2 separate regions of the Rattus norvegicus genome follow, and region 2 is linked to region 1. A link is a contact called in public Hi-C data. All regions are on one chromosome and are shown on one strand. The core of a region is the stretch at or near the end of the contact, and the rest is flanking DNA. Distances in the headings are between cores, read along the strand shown.

Evidence for each region. A called contact is a pair of places that touch in the nucleus more often than the background predicts.
Region 2: a contact with region 1 is called in a Hi-C map of kidney, with 4 times the contacts expected there. The contact joins the promoter of Ggt6 here to the promoter of Med31 in region 1. A contact is called at or near these places in 9 of 12 Hi-C or Micro-C datasets (the A7r5 cell line, the Rat2 cell line, Schwann cells and 6 more) and 1 of 1 datasets of contacts at active chromatin or transcription factors (oligodendrocytes).

Annotation. Positions count from the first base shown.
Region 1 is chr10:57,336,959-57,341,243 of GRCr8, reverse strand. It overlaps Med31 (mediator complex subunit 31), which reads left to right and starts at 2,355. Exons shown (of 4, transcript NM_001135813.1): 1 at 2,355-2,438; 2 at 3,329-3,406; 3 at 3,680-3,776. The coding sequence starts at 2,411. It overlaps C10h17orf100 (similar to human chromosome 17 open reading frame 100), which reads right to left and starts at 2,058. Exons shown (of 2, transcript XM_063270127.1): 1 at 1,381-2,058. The coding sequence starts at 2,058. The coding sequence ends at 1,657.
Region 2 is chr10:57,548,416-57,552,700 of GRCr8, reverse strand. Ggt6 (gamma-glutamyl transferase 6) reads right to left here and starts at 2,163. Exons shown (of 4, transcript NM_001002820.2): 1 at 1,976-2,163; 2 at 1,169-1,371; 3 at 978-1,091; 4 at 1-677. The coding sequence starts at 2,115.

The DNA of each region.
Region 1 (4,285 bases), core at 1,106-3,605:
GGGGTCCAGCCTGGTGCATTCCCTGGGACTGAAAGTAAACAAGCCTGGAAGAAGTAAGAGCTCTAAATCATGCAGAGTCCTGCTGATTCAGGGTCATGTGCAGCCTTCGGTTCTGGTGCAAATAGCACATACATTACTGAAGAGGGTTAGAGGGTTCCTTACAGAGCAACACAGCCTCTTCCCCTGAGAACGCTTGCTCTGCTCCTCACCAGAAGATGCTCTCCACACACTTCCATGACTGTTTTTCAGGCTTTCCACAACTCCGCTGTGCAGACATGAGGGGTTTGCTCAGTGCACCACCTTCCAGCGAGGTTGCTAGAACCCTCGATGTTTCTCAACTTTACCACTACTGGCTTTCTCAGCACAGCGATTCTTTGTTGGAGGAGGGACAGGGTGCTGACTTGGGCAGCATAAAATGTTAGCAGCATCCCTGGCTTCTAGGCACTTGAGGCTAGCAGTAGCCCCCTCCGTGCCACCCCAAACACACACGTTTCCGGAGACAAAATCATTCCCAGCTTGGGTACCCATGCGACAACGACGGAGAGATAGTTCTAAACTCCGAACTGCACCATGCACTTTGCTCCCTTGCATCAAATTTTTTTGATGGTCTCAGAATAAAATTCAAACTCTCCACTGGGATTTCCAAGACTCTATATGAATTGGCATATTCTCCACCCCCCCCCATTATACCACAATCTCATACACTGCTTTTTCTCTTCCATAAACATCTCCAATTTTTTTTTTAAAATGTACTGTGTAAAATGTACTTCCCTGTAGATCCTGATATGGCTTGCTGCTAACCCACACAATCTCAGACCAAGTGTCATCAGCAAGGCTTTCCCTGACCATGTTCTCGAAAGAGCGCCCTACTCGCTACCACAAGATAGATACCTTATCTTTCACAGGAATACAACAGAACATCGTCTTACTTTCTCTTCACTTGAGAAGATCTTAGTCTTTTCCACTGCTATAGCCGACAAGTTCTGACTGGTACCAAGCATGCTGTAGGTACTCAGTAACCATCCTCTGCCAATCTCACGCCCCAGACCAAGTGTCATGGCTGCTTCTTCACGTTCCCTCCCAAGATTAGTATTTTTTTTTCTCAATTGCCCTGCCCTTATTTTTCTAATAGCTCCTGACCTATTTTTTAAAGTGTAGATGGAATACTGTGTATAACAACTTAACACGAGAAAACTTATTATGAAATATAAATATTATTAAAGGGTAATTAACAATTTGTGAAAGATGATGCCTTGCTCTGTAGGTTTCAAGCAGGTATATGATCAGGCCAGTAGTCAAGAAACATGACAAATCTGGCCCCTCTTCGCAGATTTCAAGTCGTCAACACATTCTAGAGGGACCTAAGACTATAAAACTTACCTGGTGTAGAGACTCAAAGAATCTCTTTGTCCATCGTCTGGGTTTACACAGTACTACAAATCGGAAACCTTTCTGTGCTGGCTTCAGGTTAATAGTACGCTGGGTCAACAGCAGGATGGACTAAGGTGCTGCAATGTCAATACATGTTAACAGTGCCCAGAAACCACAGCCTGCTTCTTACACTGTTTTATGGGCTGTTTCCATGAAACCAAAGATACTTGGCTCTCCTGGAAGCTGGCTGGCAATTCCTCAGTCCTGGCTAAGGACCATGGCACTTCATCGAGTCATTCTGGCACTCTGCCGAGTGGCTTGCTTGTCTCGCCTGGCTGGGCTCTCTACGCGGTGCACAGTAGTCTCCACCCGCAGGGATGACGACGCCCTGACGTGGCGGGAGGACGTTTCCATGCACTGCGAGGAGGTTTCCACGTGCTGGGAGGACACCTCGAGGAATTGAGGGAGTCGCTTCGCGGAGGGGGTGAGGGAGGGTCCCTCTCGGTGGCGCTGGGAGGTCTCCACTTGCCGGGAAGACGTTAGAACCTGCCGGGAGGACGTCTCCACGCGGTGGGATGACGTTTCCTCGCGGTGGGACGACGTCTCCATGCGGACAGTCGATGTCTCCTTGTGGCGGGTGCTTTCCACTCGCGGGACGGAGGACTTGCTCCTAAGGGGCGAGGCCATCCTGCCCGTACACTTTGGTCAGGAGGAACAAAGAAGCCCAAGGATCATGCTCTGCGTCACGCCACCCGGGGGAAGGTGACGTCAGAGAGGTGTATTACATCAGAGTAGGCAGCAGGACTCAGACCTGAAATCAGAGAAGCCCTCCGGCACGCCCCGCTCGATATCTGCGCGCGCAGTCGGCCCGGTCCGCACAGATGGGCGGGGCCACTCTTCCCCAAAGTGAAGTTGTCCCCGCCCTCGTGTCCCACTCTGCCCCGCGACCGGAAGTAGGACCCGTGACTTCCGGATTCTCCTTCACCAATCCGGGCTGCGGTTGGGTCGGGTTGGTAGTGTTTGCGCCTTTCTGCTTGCTATGGCCGCGGCCGTCGCTATGGAGACAGGTGCGTTGTGTTTTGCACGGGAATGGTCCTTCGCCCCAAAATCCTCTCCCGTTTCCCTTCCCCTGCGCCGTCTTCCGGGCTCAACTCCTCATCCTTAGAGTTGGGACCGGCGGAGGAGAAGGCGGTGTTGCCCCCCAGAATATGGCCTGTAGGACCAACTTTGCTCCTGTGTTGCTCTAACCCCTACTCCAACCCTGACTCGCGGGGCGGGCCGGGGCGCATAGAAAGGACTGAGACCTTCCACTGTCTGCTCTTTGGAACTTCTCCAAACTTGCCTGAAATGTCGGTAACCTGTGTATTCTAATGCATATCACCGTCTTCTCTCCATTGTTTAATCATTCCTGCTTCGTTTTTGTGTAGCACTTTGTTTTTGCTTAACGTAATTAGTTGTGGTTATAACAACATAGGGAACCGTACAGCTATTGCAGACTATCCGATAATCTCCGCTCACGTCCTTCCACAGTGGCGTACAGGTTCTACATATTTTTTCCTCAACGAACTTTAAAGGATTTTTTTATTACTATTTTTGTTTTGGAAACAGGGCTCACTAAGTAGTGAATTAAACTAAATTTCTAAGGAAGTTTCTTCCACACTTTGATATTTGAGTTCATTCATGAGTGTGCATGTGTGTGTGTGTTTATGGGGGTGAGCGGCGGTGCATGCCAAGGTTAGAGGACAACTTGCAGAAATCGGTTGTCTTCCTACAACCCTGTAGGTTCCAGGAATCGAACTCAGGTCATCAGACTTTGCAGCAAGCACCTTTACTTGCTGAGCTGTTTGACCTGCGTTTTATTTTTGTTTCTACAAATCAATGTTTGTATTGTGACTTTTATTTTGGGTGATCGTTCCTTCCTTCTTTCTCTTTTTTTTTTTACTGTCTTTTCTCCTAGATGATGCTGGAAATCGACTTCGGTTTCAGTTGGAGTTGGAATTTGTGCAATGTTTAGCCAACCCAAATTACCTTAATTGTAAGTTAAGTACATCATTAACTTAAGTAGCTCACTAGATCTTAATGGTTTCTGAGAAGAGATGCAATTTGTAATAGTATTTATTTACTTCGATGTGTTTGGGGTTTTACTTGTGCTGGTCTGTAAGTATCAACTGAGCAAACAAGGGCTTGTGTTTTTTAATCCCTTGTGTTTTGTCGGTAGGGATGTTAAGAAGAGCTACTTTACTTAAGAGATTACAGATCAGCAGCCCAGCAGTGGTTGACATACAGAGTGTTTCTTTGTGTCTTTCAGTTCTCGCCCAAAGAGGTTACTTCAAAGACAAAGCTTTTGTTAATTATCTTAAGTACTTGCTTTACTGGAAAGAACCAGAATATGCCAAATATCTAAAGTAAGTTTAATTTTTAAAATCCCAAAGCTGTGTGTACTTTATTATAAATACTAAGTGCTATTATTTAGCAGTTTTCTCGGTGTCAGAATGGAAAACAGCATTTGGGATCTTTCTGCTTTTAGTTGATGTAAGACGCTGTTATCTCTAACTTGGGTTGATTATGACAGGAATTTCATTTATTTCTGCTACCATTCTTACCTCACTCCCTTCAAACAAAACCAAAGAACTGTCTACGTGGGAGCCAGCTTACTCTCTTGGCAGTGTAAGTCAGAGCATACTGTTCGTGCAGGCTAAGATCCAGTGAACTGTTGTAGACTACAGTTCTAATGTAATTTGGTCGTGTCTAACCATGTCACTTAGCACTGCCCCTGTCTTTCTGGGGTTTTGAGGCCTAACAACCCATAACCTGTGACGGTAGGAAGAACTGTTTCCTGAGAGTCTTAGAGGTCCTGCCTTTCTTTGTGGTGTCCTTTGTTTCAATCACTGTGCGTATTAACTCACTGTAAAAG
Region 2 (4,285 bases), core at 914-3,413, 210 kb before region 1:
GGAGCTGTTGAGTGAGGAGGTTAGAAGGAGCATGGAGCCATGGCTGTCCACAGTGGCCAGGGCACTGCTCACTGGGGTTTCAGCAGTCTGCAGGAGTGATGAGCAGGAAGCAGGGCTGGGTGTCTTGGAGTGAAGAGTAGACTCCAACAGTCCCATAAGTTCTGGGCCTGCTGAGGGGCCAGGAGTAGTGAACAGCACACCCTGAGGCAGAAGAAGCTGCAGTGCAGGCTCTAAGGAAGGCTTGGGCTGCACAGAGGGCAACTCTAACCCCAGGTCTCTGACCAGCAGGTTCAGCAAGGCATTCCCAACAAGATCTGGGCTGGAGGCCAGGGCTTCACGGAGCAACACAGCTGCCAGGTTGGGGTTGGTGACTTGAGCCCCAAGACCCAGTGGGGTTCCGTTGGTATGGCAGAACAGTGGACAGAGCCCCTCTGTACCCTGGGCTGCTAGTGCGCTTGCCAGGGGTGCATCTACCTCAAAGCCCTTTTGAGCCAGCATGGCAGGCTTGGCCAGCAGGTGTGACCAGGGCAGGCGGCCGAAGTGGGTATGAAGCAAATGCAGGGCAGGCAGAGCTGTGGGCAGTCCCAGGCCAGGGGCCAGGATTTGGGCTGGACCTGCTGTCAGGGCAGTTGAGTTTCCTGAGGAGCTATTGTAGAAGAGACCCCAGAATGTGGCACCTGTTGAGAGACAGAGACCACACAGGGATCAGAGGCACTGGCCAGAATTGAGGTCAGGATCCTCCAGTGGTCCCAGGTGGAGAATCACTGTCTTGCAATAGAGGTCCCTGACAGCCTGAAATCAAGAGTTGCTGACCAGGGTCAAGGGTTATCCAAGACTAGGCCTGGTACTCAGATCCTCTGTCCTGTTCACTAGCTAGTCTTGAGGTAACGGTCACTGACTGCCCGAACGAGTTCCAGGTCACTAACTAGGCCCCAGGTTAGAGGCTCTGAGGTTCAGGGCCCACAGATCACACTGACCTAGCCCTGTTGCATGAGGATGCACCACCGCCAGACACAAAGCTGCTCCAACTCCAGCATCCACGACATTGCCCCCAGCGACAAGCAGCTCTTGGCCCAGTCGGGAACATGTGGCTGTAGTAAGGAAAGGTCTATGTGTGATGGGGAGGTGCCCTGGACCACTGACCCACAGCCCCTCCCCAAACACTGACCTGCAGGGCTGATGACAGCGCTGTGGTGGTACACACCAGGGTGGTGGGAGTGTCTGCTGGCTGGAAGATCCACAGGGCCCAAGTTTCCTTTTGGGCTGTTCCTACCTTGCAGCTGCCTCAGAGCCAGGGAGCTGCTAACAGCCAGCAGCAGCAGGCCTGCCAGCAGGCGGGTCCAGGCTCCTGGCAACCCACCAACCTTGTTCCTGCAGAAAGGGGAGTCCTGAGCCAGGGATGGGGTAAAGGGGTACCCAAGAATCCCAAGAGGACCCAAGGAATGTTTTCCCCCAAAGGTTTGATTTTGTAAGAGTATAAATTGGAGGGGAGGAGGATTGATTGATTCTAGGCCCAGGGCAGTGCATTGGCAAAGACACAGAGGTAGGAAAAAGTCAGAGAAACTGAGGCTGATTTGGAGGAAGAGTCTACAGAAGAACTGGGGGAGGAAGACCTGAAAGGGGCTTGACACACAGGAAAGAGGAGGTTGAGGAGCGGGGTTCAGCAGGTGTAGTCAGGTCCCAACCTGTCCAGCAGGTGCTGTGGCATGGGGCTGGGCTGAAGCCGGCAAGGCCTGGTCAGGTTAGGGACCAGCTTGATATAAATGTCTCCTCAGATACACAGACCTTTCTCTGACTGACTGGCTCAGCCTCAAGTTGGGTCTGCAGCCTAGAGTTCCCTCCCCCTACTCATCTAGAAAGTCCCTGGGGCTCAGCCAAGTGTGGGATTGCCTGACCCAGCTTAGAGGTTCCAGAGAGAGGACCTTGCCAGCGATCCGGCCTGAACTATGGGGTTCCCAGGCCCTTGCTGACTCACCCGGGGGTATTTTGGAGTCTCCTTAGGGAAAGGACTAGTGGTTCTGCTATTTCTTCCTCTTCTTCCTCCTCCTCTGACTCCATGCCAGGCTCCCAGAGTTGCAGCTTCTGGTAGAGCACAGCCCCTGTGGTGGCATCCATGGCCCGTGCTTCCCCAGATCTTTACCGAGAGCCCTGACAGTTGAGACTGCCAGGTAGGCAGGCAAGCAGGCTGTGGCTGGTGCTGGGTGGCCTTGGGGAATGGAGGTGGTGAAACAGAGAACAGGTCTGGCAGGGCGGGGCTGAGGAGGCTGCTATGAGCCTGCCTCATTAGGACACAGGGCTCTCATAAAGGTTCCCCAAGCAGCTGCCATACAGGGGTCACAATTTACACAGGTCTAGGAGGAGCCCAACACCATAGCTACAGACTAAGGGGTGGGGTGGGTAGAGTCTCTCTTTGCCTTTGAGATCCCTAACCTACTCAGGTCTCTAGGGACTGTGGACATGAATTAGAGCTATGGTTATAAAGGGTAACCTGGGCGGTGGCTTAGTGCCACCAACCAGGTTATATTGTCAGGGGTGTGGCTTCCAGGAAGGGTCATGGTCCAATCTTAGGCTACTATGAGATCTTGAGAACGACTTGGGTGATGAGGGCCACCCCTGGATGTGTCATGTGGCTTTTGTCCAGAAGGCGGCATCAGAGACCTCTGTGTGGAAGCAGTCTAGAGAACAGGGTTCCAACCTTCTCCCTGGCATGCACATCAAGGACCTGCTTTTGGGTAAAGCAGTGTTATTTGGAACAGTCCCACATTGGAAACCACGCAAACACCATTGTCAGGAAAACCTCACAAGCTACTCTCCAGTCAACGGGGTATCTGTAGCAGAAAGAATGAGCAAGCTAAGTTATGTGTAACACTGCATGTGACTCAGAGGGGACATGGTGAGCGAAAGATGCCAGGCAGGAAAGGGCACCCATTGTGTGTCTTAAGCAAGGCTCAGAGCAAGGTAAAACCAGCTACCTTTTTAGACTCAGAATGCAGCTAGAGTAGGAAATAGAGACAGGGCTTCTGGGAAGAAGCCGGAGAAGTCTTGTTTCCTTTTCTTTTCTCTTTCCTTTTCTTTCCTTTTATCTTTCTTTCTTTCTTTCTTTCTTTCTTTCTTTCTTTCTTTCTTTCTTTCTTTCTGGTTATCCTGGAACTCACTATGTAGACCAGGATGGCCTTGAACTTACAGAAATTCTCCTGCCTCTGTCTTCCAGTGCTGGCATTAAAGGTGTGAGCCACCACAGCTGAATGTCTTCTCTCTCTCTCTCTCTCTCTCTCTCTCTCTCTCTCTCTCTCCCTCCCTCCCTCCCTCCCTCCCTCCCTCTCTGTCCCCACCTCTCAAAAGTACTACTAATGTTTATTAAATTAGAAGACTTTTTGAGTTTTTGTTTATTTATTTGAGACAGGGTCTGATTATGTATACTAAATCAGCCTTGAACTCAGAAATCTGTCTGCTTTCGCCTGCCGAGTGCTGGGATTAAAGGTGTGTGCCACTATGCCTGCCTTTAATTTTTTGTTGCATTTATTTCTTTTGTGTGTGTTTGTGTGTGGTGTGTGGTGTGTGGCACATGAGTGTCATGGCATGCTTGCGGAAGTCAGAGGACAGTTTGTGGCAGTTGGTCTTCTCCTATCATCTGGGTTCAGAGGACCAAGCATAATTGCCAGGCTTGACAACAAGCACCTCCATCCATGGAGTCATCCCAGTGGCCCTTTGCTTTCGTGCTTGTTTGTTTGTTTGTTTGTTTGTTTGTTTTGAGACAGGGTTTTATGTAGCCCAGCCTGCCCTCAGACTCCTCCTGTAGCTGAGGGAGTATGGCTTTGAACTTCTAATTCTCCTGCCTTCACTGCTCCTGTGCTGGGATTATAGGTGAGCATCACTGTGCTTGGCTTAATTAAAAGCTTAATATCAAAATGAATGACATCACATGTGGTGACCCATGCCTTTAATGCCAGCCCTCAGGAGACAGAGGCAGGTGGATCTCTGAGTTCGAGGCTGGCCTGGTCTTCCGACAGAGTTCCAAGATGGCCAGGGCTACACAGAGAAACTCTGTTGAGGGCAGTGGAGGGGTGGGGGTTGGAGTTGCCTTTGGGCACCAGCCTCCTTTTTAAGTTATTTACTTATTATTGTGTACATATGTACATGGAATGCATTTGTGGGAGGTGCACATCACAGCATGTGGGAAAGCCAGAGACAATTTTGAACAGATCTGTTCTTTCATATTTGGGTTCTGGGAATTGTACTTAGGTCTCCAGGTATACACTGAGCCTTCTTATCCAAGTATTTATTG